Linked DNA regions of Drosophila melanogaster: region 2 is linked to region 1. The links are chromatin contacts, called in public targeted proximity ligation maps. All regions are on one chromosome and are shown on one strand. The core of a region is the stretch at or near the end of the contact, and the rest is flanking DNA. Distances in the headings are between cores, read along the strand shown. Region 1 holds the start of htl (heartless). Region 2 holds the start of CG14315.

The links.
Region 2: a contact with region 1 is called in a targeted proximity ligation map of the Kc167 cell line, with 5 times the contacts expected there. A contact is called at or near these places in 13 of 107 Hi-C or Micro-C datasets (the Clone 8 cell line, the Kc167 cell line, the S2 cell line and 7 more) and 2 of 7 datasets of targeted methods (both in the Kc167 cell line).

The regions. Positions count from the first base shown.
Region 1 is chr3R:18,047,803-18,055,585 of dm6, forward strand. It overlaps htl (heartless), which reads right to left and starts at 5,182. Exons shown (of 2, transcript NM_079670.3): 1 at 4,700-5,182; 2 at 1-768. The coding sequence starts at 118.
Region 2 is chr3R:18,154,692-18,162,474 of dm6, forward strand. It overlaps CG14315, which reads left to right and starts at 4,010. Exons shown (of 1, transcript NM_142420.2): 1 at 4,010-4,780. The coding sequence starts at 4,079. The coding sequence ends at 4,732. lncRNA:CR45103 (long non-coding RNA:CR45103) reads left to right here and starts at 3,002. Exons shown (of 1, transcript NR_125202.1): 1 at 3,002-3,606. CG7218 reads right to left here. Exons shown (of 3, transcript NM_001300456.1): 3 at 6,701-7,783. The coding sequence ends at 7,118. It also overlaps asRNA:CR45104.

The sequences.
Region 1 (7,783 bases), core at 3,932-6,431:
GTCCTTCAACCTGCACGGCTGGCTGCCAAATCGAAAGCAACAGGAAGAGCACTACCAGCGATCCGCTTGTCATTGTGATCGTTGAGTGACTGGCTCGCCAACTCCAGGCGGCAGCCATTTTTGGTATATTTATTTTTGTAACTCTTGCCGGAGGCAGGGCAGCACCCTCGAATGTGCAACAGCGAGTGCAACTGGATGTGCAACTGCCACTGGATGTGCAACTGCAACTGCGACGGCAACTCCCTTGTTGGAGTTTTGTCGCATGTGCTGCTTGGTTTTTTATTCACCGGAAATCCACTTTAGAGTGCTCCGCTCTATATGGACCGCTCTCCCTCTTCTTTCGCCAGCGCCGGAAGAAGATCGGTGATCTTCTAGTTTCTAATTTATAATGGAAAAAACAACTGCAACAGTGGCCTCTTCAGTGCAACATGTGTGCCTTTGAAGTGATCCTCCACTCCACCCACGATTGCAATCGGATGCTGTTGATGATGAGATGAGGCCAAGATGATCCTCTCGATGATCACCTATCTCTCTTCTCGATGTAACGGAAATACTTTCCCCCAAAAATCATCTACTTATGGGGGAGGGGGGGGGGGATGAGATGGCTGCTCGTGTGATATACTCAGTGAGTTGATGGATCTATGGCAGCCATATTGTCACCAAAGGAGCTCCACTCGTGGGCGTGGATGACGGTGAGTTCCATAGATCATTCGATGGCTTCTGGAGGGTGGATTCCTTGGATCGCTTTTGATGTGACTGCTGCAACACCTGAAAGAAAGAATGCATGCGATTAGATTTATGTTCACTTTGGGTGCATAAGTTTAGCTACACGAAAACTTTCAAAGATACAAGAACATGTGCAAAAAATCGGAAATCGGAAATGTACTAGATACATCCGCTCAATTTCTTTGACTAAATGAATTTCCTTTCCATTTTGTTTATAGGCTCACTCGCTTGTATAGTAAGTAAACTTTCGATTCTTTCGCAGAGATTCGTTTTGGTCTTGACTCGATTAAAGGCCATTTCCATTTGGCGAACTTAATTAAAATGTCGCGCACATTTCCGGTAACTTGTTCAGCATTTCTCGTATACCCGTTTCTGATTTTTGTCCAGCGCGTGCCATAAATTAAAAATGGTCCAGTGGAATGAGCTCAGAATGTACATATAACAACAAATACTGATGGTTTTCATCTTTTACGCGTTGCATATTTTATCGATTTTCAAAATAGCTTTATGGCCACACAAAAATGTTTCGGCTGGCACTCTTTTTAATACCGTCATAAAATAACGACCTGTCTTTTCGTTTACCTTTTTGGCGTTGGAAAATTCTTTTCAACTTGTTGTCAGTTTACTTAACGATGGGATTCTATATATACACATACACTGCGCCCTAAAATGTGATTCTATTTTTCGCACAACTCACTCACGTTTTTCCGATTTTCTAGAAGGGATTGCGCAGATGTGTCTGCCGACTTTTGCGCTTTTCAAATTCGAAATTTTGTGAATTTTTACGGAGCCAAGCGAAAAACTGTTCCAAATTGGTCCGCGTAGTCCGATGTACTGAATATGCCCAATGCCAATTCCGATTCCAATTCTAGTGGTGATCGCGACTATTCCGATTCTCTACCTCTCTTAAATCTCCCACACTCTCTCTCTCTCGCTATCTCTCTTTAACTCCCCGGATCCGATCGCCCTTCTCTCTTTCACCATCTCTCTCCCACACACAATGTCCTACTCAATGCGCCGGCGTCGGAAAAGGCGACTCAATTTAGTGGGCCCTCGAGTCGCTTCCACTTTTGCCGTTATATTTCCAATGCCTAATACCCTGTAATGTAAGGGTGAAATGGGTTATGCACGGGTTTGATCAAATAAGCAATCGAAGTGATGATATGATCATAAGAGTAAAGCGTTGAAAGCTTCGTGCATCGATATTAAGATCCTTTTTAAACAAATCTTTTTTTGTGAAATTATTCAAGTACTAAGTATAATATATAGATGATATACATTTGTTACCTAATGGCATGATTGGTATATATTGGTATATCATTATAAAGGACATTTTTTTTTTTTCGAGTAAAGTCGAGTTGCCAAATTGCCAGGTATGCTATAGTCAATAAATTGACAAGCTCGCTTTTTCATTCACATTGCGGTTCTGTTCTGTTTGGATGGTCGTTGCCTTTAGCGTCCCGCATCTTTTCGCTTTCAACGGCAGCCTTAATTTTCCACACATGCCAGCCCCGTCTGGCTTTGTATCTCAGTATCGGCGGTATCTCTCAGTTTGCACTGGGTATTACTCTCATCTTTAATTAAAACAGACACAGTTTCTCTCCGCGTTCTGGGTCTGATCTTTCCAGTCCGCATTCAACATTCAGCCCACATCTGGCGGACAAAAAAAAATTAAAGAAATTAAAAGCAACAAAAATAACGGCCGGCGGAGAAGACTACTGTGTTCAGTTGTCTCTGTTCTCCCGCCCCCGTCGCCACGCCCACAGTCAGAGTCAGAGCAGAGACAAGGGCAAATATTGTTTCGGCTTGCATTTGTTGCTCTATTGTTGACTGCAACATGTGGGCACATCATCAGCATCGAACATACACGAATGTACATATACGTATGTCTACCTAAGATCGTGCCACATGTGTTGCACAGACATTGTCGTCGATTCTCGAGGGGAAGTAGCGACTCCAGCGTCTAAATGATGGGGTTATCCGAAATGTTGACTTCCAGGAAGGCATCCGCCAAATCGGAAACTGCCAAAAATTGTATATATGTTTGGTATTCTATCTCCACCCTCCGACCTTCACCTCCATCGATAATGAGCGCGCAATTTTAGTATATGTATGTATTTCCTGTGCCGTCCAAAATCGCCCGATTTATAAACAAACACGTTCCGGAAAGTATTTGCAAAGTATACAAACATTGCACGGTATATGTACATTTCCCATCGAATTGAAATCGCCGGTCACTTGGCGCATCCATTTCAATCGCACGGGTTGACCCGCAATTGACGCACTTGGCGGTTGCCCCGCTGCCGCTCAGTGTATCCGATACCAAGTCGAGACCGGCACGAGTCTGTTATTTCGCACGGTTCGTCGGCAGGTTCCACCAGCCATCAGCCACCCAATGCCAATCCCATCCAGCCATCCATCCATCCATCCATCCCCACCCGTTCATCTAGTATATACCATTCAGTACGTGACGGCGAGAAGGTTGCATCCCATGGGGTAAACGAAAAGAAGCAGATGGAGCGAAAGGTCGATTGTGGCAAGTCGACTTTATCAAAAACGCGAAGCTACGTTAAATTATCACAAAGTATATGAGTAGTGAACTATTGATTCGATTTACATTTCAGAAATATAAAGCACGCAGCGATTTATATAAAGAACGTTCAACAGATTTAGTTGAAATAAATATGTGCTATTCTTAAATTGTTGCAAGCTTTACTTATATATTTGTAAATTTGCCATTTAGAGCTTTAAAATTTTATTAGTACTCACAAACATTTAGACAACAAAATCCATTATAAAAGTGCTGTAGCATTGATAAGCTTAAGCTATAATATATTATAATACCAAAAAATAACATTATTACTTTATTGTTGACATAAATCTATTTCTAAATCGAAATCTTTATTTGGTAAACACTGATTTTATGATAAACTCTCATGAAAACATTTAATATTATATAGCAAGCATATATTCTCGTGACATTTGTACTTTAACATCATAAAGATCAAAGGATCATACCGAAAGTCTGCGTGGATCCCACCTGAGATGATATGGGAACAATACCGGGAACTGGCCGCACAATTAGCTAAACAAACCTAACCTTAATTATCATTCATAAATAAATTGCAGAGAAGGGAGGCGAAAAGTAAGAAGCGTCTTCGGTTGTCGGCCAGCAAATTGAGTGATTGCCAAAGGCAACAAAACAGAAGCCGAATCACCTAGAAGATGGCATCGTAAAGCTAACCGACCGACAAAACAGATACCCGATAAATATATATATATACATATATATACACACAGATAGCTATATCTTTAGCTATATACTCACTCAGATATAGAGCAAGTCGGACAAAGAGCAGACAAGTTGAAATGTTTGTTTACGCGGCTAGAAAATATTGCATGTTCCTATACCGTCTACATTCTAGAATCTAGACTCTAGATGATACGATATATGCTATATGCTGTTGGTTAATAAACAAAATCCCATTCTAAGGGAGCGTTGGAATATAACAGAATTATGAGTTTGAAATATTTTCCCGAGCTCTGGGGCATCGGTTGGCTTGTAAAAGCAAATAAATAAATATAAATTAGAATGGGAACCCTGTGGAAAAGTGCTTTCAATTTGAGCATGTACCATAGCAGAACCGAATGGAATAAATAAAAAATAAAAAAAACAGATACTATGGGGAGCCCACAACTGTCCATATTCACTGTATTATTATGGGGTAGCCAGAGAATAGATAATTGAACGATTGACTACACACACACACAGCGGGATAAACGACACAAATTGCTTTGGAACCGAACCACTGCACATTTTACACTTTTTGGCCTTTGGGTTAAAAAGTCAAATTGCTGTGCGCGGTCAATCAAAAAGTGGATCAAACAAATGATTTGCGCAACTACGCAAAAAAAACCAAAAACAAAATAAACTAAATTAAACGATGCACGGTGTGTATTTTTAAAGACTTACCTCACAAAGTGCGTTGCTCCACGAACAAAAAAAAAAAAATGCCAAAAAGCTTCTTGCCAAATATCCACCAAAGTGTCTCTGCGTTGGAATTTCTCCTTGCCTTCGTCTAAATTGTAAGTCTTTCACTAAAAACACAATTGGGAAAGTTCACAGAATTCGAGAATGTTTCCACTTAAAATTCCAGAAATGTTTTAGTACGCATTTATATGGCACTTAGGCACTTAAACAGAACCAGAAACCGTTGCACACTTGACTCTGTTTTGTTTCTTTCCATCCACAAAATGTGTGCGTTTTCACCAAGAGGCATTACTAATAATTATTAGTATAATTATATTATATGGCGTTATTACGCGTTCAATCGATCGATCGTTCGCTCTAATTTTCGACGATTTTTCACCGATTTTCCAACGATTTTCCAACCGATTTTCCAACGATTTTCCTCCGATTTCGCCTACTGTAACGGCACGCAGTCCGATCGCAACTGAGTCAAAAAAAAGCAAGCGAACCGAACAGAACCGAGCCAGCTCTGCGAAATAAATCTCTTCAATTAAATGAGGGAACAAATGAAACGAATTCACATTTCCCCCATCAACTTCAACATGCTGGAGAACACATCTCTGCAATGTATTTTTGCGGCAGGCGCGTAAACAAATACAGAAAACACACAAAATTGAACGGAACGCCAGCCACACATTGTATAATCCGCAGCCAAAGAGAGGAAGGGTCGAAAAAGCGAGGGGTTGGGTATGCGGTATATGTATGTATGGTACTATATGGTATAGGGGCCCCTATACCCTATATATGGGGGACCCACACACACACACACACAAGTGTGTAGCTGAGTGGCGGCCTTCCCTTGGAAAGTGAAATGTAATTGAGTGCACAGACCGCACTCGTTCTAAAATTCGTTCAATTGAGTCGAATGGAATATCTCAAAGATATTCTAACGCACAATATGTTGCATAGTTTCGAGCGCAGCGAGGAAATTCATGAATTTCATTATGAGGGTGCAAAGAAGATGGGTAGTTGTCAAAAAGATTCCTTATATTCAGATCAATTATTTATGTAGTTATAATTGGTTTGATGGATCATGCTTTATTAAAAAGAATAGCTAACTTATCTTAGTCAGAATAGATCAGTCACTTGAATTTAATTATTATTATTTTTTAAAAAGATTTATGGCCTATGAGGGCCTAAGATTCTACTGACAAATTCTTTGCGCATTTCTTTGCGCTTCGTTTGAGGCGGAAAATGCGGAATGAGATTCATTAGCCAACACAATAGCTCGCTAAGTAAGTTAGCAGTTATTAATTATGAGCTACTTATAGCCAATGTCAAATGGCCAACAGACACATAAGAACCAGTAGCCAAGTGGCGATGGAAGAAAGCCCCTCTAATGAATGACACTCGTGGTGAAAAGGCCATCAAAGCACACACGCTGTGCGCCAAAGACAATGGCATCGTTTAGCGTTTGTCTCTATGGAGACACCAAAAATAACGAAAAGGGTTAGCCAAACAATGGACAATGACGCAGGGGGGATTTTGGCCGAAAATCGAAAACAATTAACGATTATTGACCATCAATTGTGGCCGACGGGACCCGTTCAGTGCCAAATGGCGTTACGCCTGACTGATTAATTGATGCTCCACGGCGGAATTGGGAGGGAGGATCCCCATGAGTGGTTAGCATAGTTTCAACAGTTAACAACCTCGTAAAGCCGCAGAGAGACCGGGGAAAGCACGGGTTAAAGACGGCCACCGATCAGTGTGTATGGTCATAATACTTAAATTTTATGCACTCCTGGGCAAGCCTCCTGGCTCCAACCTGGCTCCAAACCGGGCTCCTCTTGGCTACCCAAAAGTGCTTCTCCTCGAGGCTGCCGATCGCAGCTTCAGCTTCCGTATGGCTTTTCAATTTGGCCAGAACGAAACGCAAGTTGTTAGCGTTTCGAGCATAGAAATAAATATTGGGAAATTGGCTCAAAGTCTGGTTGGTCGAGCCTTTGGCCATTTGGCTCTGGGAATCTGCGAATGGGAAATGAAAAATCGGGAACGGTAACAGGCTTTTGGAGACACGATCTTCGAGTTGGGCGACACGATCTGCAGCCATCTCGCAGATCGCAGCTCGTCGAGATCTCGTGCAGAGCAGCCAAACAGCATAAAGTTAATTGCTAATATGATTAATTGCACATTAACATGAATTTTTATAGCCAATTATATGCGAAATATGCCAATGAGAAACGCTTTCGACCAGCGGATTAAACAACCAAAAAATAAGTTAACTGCTAGACTTATTCAGTTGCAATAGATAAACAGATGGGCTATTGAAGCTGTCAATGAAAATAAGGAAGAGCAATATATTAACTTTTGCTAGGTGACTTGGGAAATCAATTAAATTTTGGGATTAGTAGATTAAGATTAAGAAATTGAGTTGAATGTATTTATTGTATCATATGGGCTCAAATAAGTTAGGCCTGCAAAACATTGATTCATCATTGCCTAGAACCAAAAACCCGCTTAAAACCAGACCAATTCGATGGCTCCATTCGTTGGCGATGTCGATGATAATTTATGCATCAACTGTGCGTGGCAATTTGGCATCTTCGCAATCCAAACCGAGTGGGTTGCTGCTGGCAGGCGAAATTATGCGGGTGTGTTTGCATTTGCCACAAGAGCAGGCAAATAGCAAAATAAATGAAAATGCAATAAGCCTCGAGACAGGCGGAAAGCAAAAATCAAAAATGCGAGAAAAAACAAAACAAAAGCCCGAAATCGAATTTCCAATCACTCAAAAACTATTGGAGATTCGAATTTGAATTATTGGCTCCACCTTGCCAGCACCGCGCCATTTCCGGTCTTAAATCTTTGAGCGCGTGAGCTAATCATAACTTACAATGTGGTCCGGCAATTTGACAGGCTGTTGGCCTTTTTTTTTCTTCTTTGGTTTAGACCCAGAGTTGGCCAGTTGGCCTGCCACAGAGATGGGTGTTCGGGTATCCAAGCGGAGGATCATGGCTCATGGATCATGTGGGGCTGGAAATTGTTGCCATCGCCGAGCGCTTTGGGGCTCGGCAAGCTGTGCGA
Region 2 (7,783 bases), core at 2,760-5,259, 110 kb after region 1:
TGACCTCTGTCTGCCCTTGGACCCGCATTCCTTCCATTCCCCCAGTCAGCGAGGAGCTGAGCCAGTTTCCAGATCCCTGAAAGCTAGTCCACTAATTCGTTTTCACACTTTTCATTCATCGGACAGGTCGAAATGGCTGGCGGCGAATTGGCAGCGCCTAATTTCATACGCCAGTCCAAGTTCTGCCACACAAGGCAAAAATTTATAATAAAAAAAGAAAAATTGATATTAAAAGAGCATTTGTTAGTCGGCTACTTAGAAATAATTTGGTAAAAGTTCTAAAACCCACTTATAGACACAGTGATGAAGAAAACGCCTTCAGTTTATTGCTGCATACTTTTCGACAGCTTTTGAGATATATACCTCAAGGATATTCATGTGATTTTCTTTCAGTGCACATGGCACCCGTCGCCAGCCGACTAATATTTATATTTGCCCTGCATTTCTCACTCCGCCGATTGCCAGCGATTTGATAAGCAAATGGAAATGCAGTTCGCTGGAGAAAGAGAATAGTGCTGACGATCGGAGGAGGATTGCTGGAGCAGGAGGGAGCAGGGGGGCGGGGGGGTTCTGTCCGACGATGGCGGCGAAAGGTGCAAATAAATAATTTGCAGTAGCCGGGCGGCGACCACTCGACGACCCACTGTTGGCCTACCTACCAACCAACCAACCGACTTGGCCAACTGAAACCCCAACTTCGCTCCATCGAAAGCGACGGCCAGACAAATATTTTATTGCAAATTTGCTGATATTGGACGACAGGCGGGCACTGGAGCAGTTTGTAGTGCTGCTGCTATGCTCTTGTCCGGCTGTTTTGCATATTAAATTTATTTTATTGAATATAGCCAAAGATTTAGTTAGATACGCGAGGGTGGATCGTGTAGTATTCAATCATTAAAACTAATTATATCAGAAGTCAAAAGCCTAAACAATGTGATTGAGTTGAAACAATTTTACTACTGAGTCTGCATTTTTAGTTGGTAAAACCAAACTCCGACTAGACTAGCTAATAAATGTGCTATTTTAATAGGCTCTTTCTAGCAAGTAATTGCCGAAGAAACACTGGAAAACTGCTCTAATAAAGTGGCCCGTAATCGACTGGAAACCTAAGAGATTTTCCCCCCAAAATTACCGACCGTAATGTGCGAGTTTTGCGAACCGCCCTCTTGCTGGCCGGCATGTGCGCTTTTCCAGCTCATTGTGATGGCCTCTCCACCGGGTTAGCTGTGTGCAGCCCCCGCCGGCGTTGTTGGCGCATAATTGCCATCGGATTCGGATGGTGGATGGAGGAGGCCCAGCGGGCGATGAATTATTAATTGCCGTTGATTTGCATTGAGATCGGAACGGTTCGGGATCATTACCGCGACCGGCAATCTTGCCGAGCGTACCAATCTTGCATATAGTGTAAACATAATAATCAACGGGCATTATATGCCGATATTTGCCGATATATATATATTACATACATATGCATGTGGCGATCAGCAGAATGCGCTTTTGCAAAATGGCCGGCGGTCAGCGCGGCCCCCAATTGACACCTGAGCGGCCGAGCTGCCTATTATTGCTATTTGCGCTGCTGTTGCTGCAGTTGCAGCTGTAATTGTTATTTATGCACTTGCATTTAGCCGACTGTATGTGGCATGTGGAGCAGCGCATAGCGGCCATGCCCCCTGGGATGGGCGTAACGCCAGCAATTTGCAGTGCTGCGCCAACGATTACGTAACAGTTGGGAACACTTAATTGTGGGGCGAAAAGCGACCCACAATGATGATCAAAATTAAAGTGCACTTCGTCATTATCAGTCGGAAGAAAAGAGGGTTTAGAATCCCCGATCTATTTTTATTCCTCAAAATTAAGAGCATATAATTATTAATCACAAATCACCGACAAGAAATCTTCAAATGTCAAGTAAAACTCCAAAATATATATATTTTTTGTTAATAATTAAAAACATCCCGACGTTTACTGTGTATACATATTAAATCAATATTAAATATAATTACCTTGATGCAAATACAAATATTTGGATTTCTAAACATTACCAATTAGATTTTCCAATTGGACTTTGCAGTCTAGTTGGACACACACGGACGCACGCACACGCGCAAACTTCAATATGGCGGCCGCGACAAAAACGAGACAGAAGATCCTTCTGCTGATCTTACAAAATCGGATAAATAAATAAATTTGCTAGTTTTTTTTTTGTTTTGGGCAGGGCTCGCGTGCTTAAGTTCAACTTGAAAAAGTCGCAAGTGACTACTGTGCGATCCCTGGAATCTCAAGCGGGAAAAAAATAAAGATAAAATGTGTACACAGGTACATACATACATATGTACATACATATATGTATTTATGTACGTAAGGAGCAGCTGCCCTCTTTTGTTGTTGCACTTAAAGTCGCTAAAATGCGGTGCGTTCGCTTGTCAAAATTGCAGCAGCATTCAGCCTTTTTTATGTTAAGAAGCCACAAAGAGATGACGCAGTCGAAATGGTTAAATGAATTAACCCTTTTACTTTGCACAAACACACACACACACATGTGCTTGCAACAGGCAATACAGTGGCTACAACAACAATAGCAGACAGGGCTTTGTGATTTTTCTGGCCGTTCTTGTAGTTTTTTGCCCAACACACGGATTAAGCTACACCCTCGGAAAAATATTCGACACAAAATCACGCGATTTAAACTAAAAAATAAATAAATAACACAATTGCGCGGAAACTTGGGAATACACGGCGCTAAGGATATCGATTACTTATTACTTATTACTTTTTATCGATTCGCATCGTCGGAGCATTCGCAGGGTACTGCCAACTTATCTCAATTTCCTAAAGGTCATTGAACTCAAATATATATATAAAAAAACGAATGTAGCATTGCATTTATAGCCATTGATTAATATGAAAGGAAAGTATGTATAAAAGTGCAACCAGTATTTGAACTTGCATAAGTTAAAAATCAAAAGTTAGCTTAGGTCCTATGATTACACCAATCTATTTGACCAAAGTACATAATTAAATATTACATCCAAAATTCAATTGTTCCTGTACAAGTGTACTAACTTTTTGGCGTTTCATGAGCGGCTCGTGTGTACAAACATTTATTTAAATGCTTACCCCCACCCCGTAGCCACTTCAGATGAAGCTGGAGCTGGAGCCGAATCTGAAGCTTGGAGCTTGAAGTTTGGAGCACGGTGGAGAATTGCGCGTAAATTCGTTGCGGTCTGCGCGTCATCAACGTAATCGCCGTCAACAGCAGTCAACAGCATCAAACTGGCAGGCAAATGTTGCTACTGTTTCCAGACGCAGTCCGTCCGGCCAACAGAAGCAAACGAAGCAACAGAAGCACCAACCGCCGCAGTGAAGTGGTTTTTTATGATCAGACGAGATGAGCCGAGCCCAAAGCAGCACTTTCCATCCGAGAAAGAAACCGAGGCTACAACAAAAGCGTGTCTTTCGAGTTCGCTAATGGGAACTACATATATGTATGTACATACATATGTACATTCCGGGTACAAAGTGCATTTTGTGGAAACCCTTTGGGCAGAATGTAAACCATTAACAAATTGTAGCAGACCTATGGCCTATACATTTCTTATTTGTTTTAACTGTTTTGACTCTTATAAATGAACATATTTTCAAGAATCTGAATTAAATTGTAAATTAGTAGAATGAAGCTCTTTCGAAACTACCTCGCTTTGCTCCTTCCGTTTGATCATTTGACCATTTTTGACCATTTGCTTTAGGTTATGGCATTTTGTCCATTTCGTATTGGTCATTCGGTTTTGGCCATTAATTTCGTTATATCATTTCGTTTTTGTCTTGCTTTGGTTATTTCGTTTTGGTCTTTCATCTTAGTCAGTTCGTTTTGACCATTCGTTTGGGCCGCTTATGTAGTTTTAGCCAAATCTTTTTGACCAAATTGACTTGAGCTTAGTTCCTGGCTCTACATATTCTGTTATTTTTTTTTTTTTTTAATTTTTGAGCTGGAATTAAAGCGTTTCACTTCAAACATAGTACACCTGTCGCACAGACTTATTGTAGTTAGTTTTGTCAAGCGTTCGAAGCGACTGCAGAAATGAGGGTCTACTTGTATCAAATGCGCCCGGTGCTCTTTCTCTTCTACATGGTGGAGACGACGGCCAACTTATTCGTTTTGTACTACCAACTGAAAGCATTTGTTTTCGTCAATCTGACAACGATGAAATGGGAAGATGTTCTAATCCAAAGCTTTTATATGTCCTTCTTTTACATATTCACAGTGGTAACGCTCTTTGCCAGCATAAATCTCTGCACCGGTCATCGCACATCGATCGTTGAGGAAGTTGTGCGTCCTCTGATCGGATTTGTTCTATATACGGTAATATCGTTGATGGCACTGGGCGATGCCGAGACGGATTTCTATATATGGTATGATGGAAGGAACCCGGATGATTTACTATATCCGGAGAAGCCGCTCCATCCGTTCTTCGGTAGCCTGCGGGACCAGGCGACAGCCTCATTGGTGTCCAGTGTTATCTATCTGCTGCACTGCCTCATTGCGTTGGATGTCCTTCTGTCGAATGACGATTCGGATAACGAACGCGAGTCATCCAATTCCTCCGACGATGTGAACGAAGAGGTCGACTACGTTCCAGTGCGTCTGTACGTCTTTGGCGGCGTGATGCAACGCTGGCTGGAGCAGTTCGACTGGTTTCAGGACTTTACCCACAGTGGAGTCACAGATATCTGATATTTTATCATTAACTTCATTTATACAACTACAAATTACATGATAAACAAAACTTCGCATCGCTTTTCTCGGTGATTATGCAGCCTTTGGATTTTGGTTACATTCGGTGCAAGAAACCCTAATCATCAGCATTCCCATGACGTCAGTGGGAAGCAACAGTTCGGTCTCTGCATCATATAAAGCTCATTGTCGTCAATGTGCCAGTGATAAGCAGCTGGGGCCAAAACATCTACATAAGTACGCGTATCTATAGTATCTATGTATCTTGGTACGAGTATCTGTATCTGCTAGTGCGCAGGTCCAAAGTTAAAGCGAACAATCGATATATGTACTATGATGTTTGGGGCAAAGCGGCAGTCAAGAGCAAGGTGAAGCATTGCCCCGGTGCTCCTGGGTGTGGTGCTTTTTTCATTCATAAAAAAAAACTGGTCCACATGACATGTGGACACATTCAAGGCTATTTCTAGACCAGACCAAGGATGTCCTTATGCCTCTCATAAACTATGCAATATGATTAGAAAGTCTGAATGTTTAGAATTAGTTTTATAAACTCACAAACTTCGGTGGATCAAAAAGTTTGGCCAGGTGAAGCTAATACTATGGCCTACTTTTCGGGGTTATTTTAATAATATGATTATTGCTGCCATGCTTTTGTATAAACAAATCAATTTCACACTCTTATTAAGTAACATTTTTAAGTACTTCCCCTCTTATAAAGCTTGAATTTTCCATACGGAAACCCAATTCAATCTTAAATGCTACAATTTAAATAAAAAATCACATAAATACTCGACTTTAAACAGAAGTCAAACAAAACAGCAATAAATCTGCTCAAAAATCACGCTTAACAAGAAGAAAAAACATATTTTCCGCCCACGCAATAAGCGAATGTGAAAATGTACATAAATGCGAGAGGGAAAATCGATAAGGACGCCATTCCGCAGGAGCGTCGTGTCCTTGAAATCGAAAAAGGGAAAGACCATTCATGAAGTTGGCCGAACTTTTCATGAATGAAAACGGCCAGCGAGGAGAAAAGTTGACACATTTCGGTGAGTTTGCGCACCATAATGTGCGAATTTTCCAAAGGGGAAAATGTTCTCTCTCCAATTTCACTGCGAAAACTTCCCCATTTTTTCCGGCCACTGACGCAACCACAATGCGCTGTTCCAAGGTCAGCGTAAAATTTCATTCATAAAACTGATACGCCCCGCGGCGTAGATATACATGTATATATATCCATGGCGCGTGTAAGTTCCCAGAAGGTGGTCATGGTTGGGGGACAGGAGGTTAGAGCTGGATGTTGGGCGCGGATTTGGGCCTGAGTGAGCACTCCATTTGCAGCTTGTTGATTTTTCTACGCGTGCAAACACAAACAAAGTGGGAAACCATTTCATTCATGAATCCAACTCAGGGGGAGGATTGTGGGGATGCTCCAAACTTCTGATCCCAAAGATTTTTGGGTGGAGCTCGTCCAGAAAACAATTTCGCGCTAAGCTGAAAGCAATTTTCGCCCCTAGGAATTTGTGGTAAACTTAGTTTAGCTTGGCTTTCATTCAGCTGGGAGTCAAATCTTGCTAACTTGAAAATGTTAAAGGTTATTGGTTAAATGATGCGTATTTGTAAAATAAATGAAATTGTTGTGTACGTCACATAGATTTTATGTTTTAAATTCCGTTCAGTTAGATTCGATTTTTGCCAAGTTGAAAAGTATTTATTACACAATCTGATGGTAACGTGTCGTATGAGTAATATTTTTACATAACATCGCCAAGTTTTTGTCCTTTGCCTGTATTTAAGCCACCTGTATCCACAATTTACAAGATTTCCCAGCAGTCTGACCACGAAAAGTCCTCCTGGTTACATGGTCATCCGTGGACATATCATTGACATACCAAAGTTGAATCCATTAAAAAATATAAGTTATTTGTCATAAATAAATAATCGAAACTGTTTAATATTGTATTTCTTATAGAATGTTATGTACAATAGCAAAGTTAACTTTCTACTATTATTCCATAGTGAACTAAATAAGTTTATAAAATGGATCACCCCACCTAGTGGTAACAAATAGTTTGGACAAAAGCTATTGAGTGTTTTTATTTTGCAAGGGCTCGGAAACAGCCAAAATGTGACATCGCAATAAACGAATTTATAAAGTTCATAGAAATACCATGGTACCACACACCATCTTAAGGATATTGAGGCACAGTTCGATATTCCAGGGCGAACATAATTTTGGCTACGATCTAAAGTACATTTTTCAAATCCAGTTCTCCACTTATACTTATACGAAAAAGAGCAACTAAGCGCCGCCTAAAAGATCAAACAATGCAACTACGTATAGGATAAAATCAAATATAATAATAAATTAGCATCGATTTATGGCTACAGCTGTGTCGTTTGGTTGCCTCCCGCAATACCAGCAGCTCCGCCCTTCTCCACCATGCTGGGCATGCCCGGCTCCGATTCGGAACGCTTGTGCGTTCGCTTGGGCAATCGCTGGGTGGCCTTCTTAGCCTTGGCACTTGTCACTCCGTCGCCGGAATTGTTGAGCAGCATCAAATCCGGTTGGCTGCGCACCAGGTCCTGCTCCTGGTAAACCTCCTGGACGGCTGAACTGGTATTGGTGTTGGTCACCTGCTCGTTGAGGCAAACATCGTCCAAATCCACATCGCTGTTGGAGAAGAGAGCTGTGGCGCCCAGTTCCAGGGAGTTGGTCACGTCCAGCTCCTGCTCACTGACCGCCTTCTTTGGCGTGGATGTGGATGCGATTGAGGTGCGCGAGAAATTCTTACTCACATCGAGATGGCCAGCACTGGGCGGGGTCAACAGTGTGGTCACTTGGGCTGGCTTCGAGCCAATGCTAATGCTGTTGTTATTGTTGTTATTATTATTATTGTGATTCTGTCCGCCCGTCGCAGCCGCTGAGACAGGAGCAGCTGCGCCTATGACCGGCACATTGGTCATGCTACTCGGTGTAGAACTGTTGCGCTCGGTCTGATGTTCCTTCATTAGCTTGCAGGCCTTGCCCAGCGCACAGATGGTCAGGCA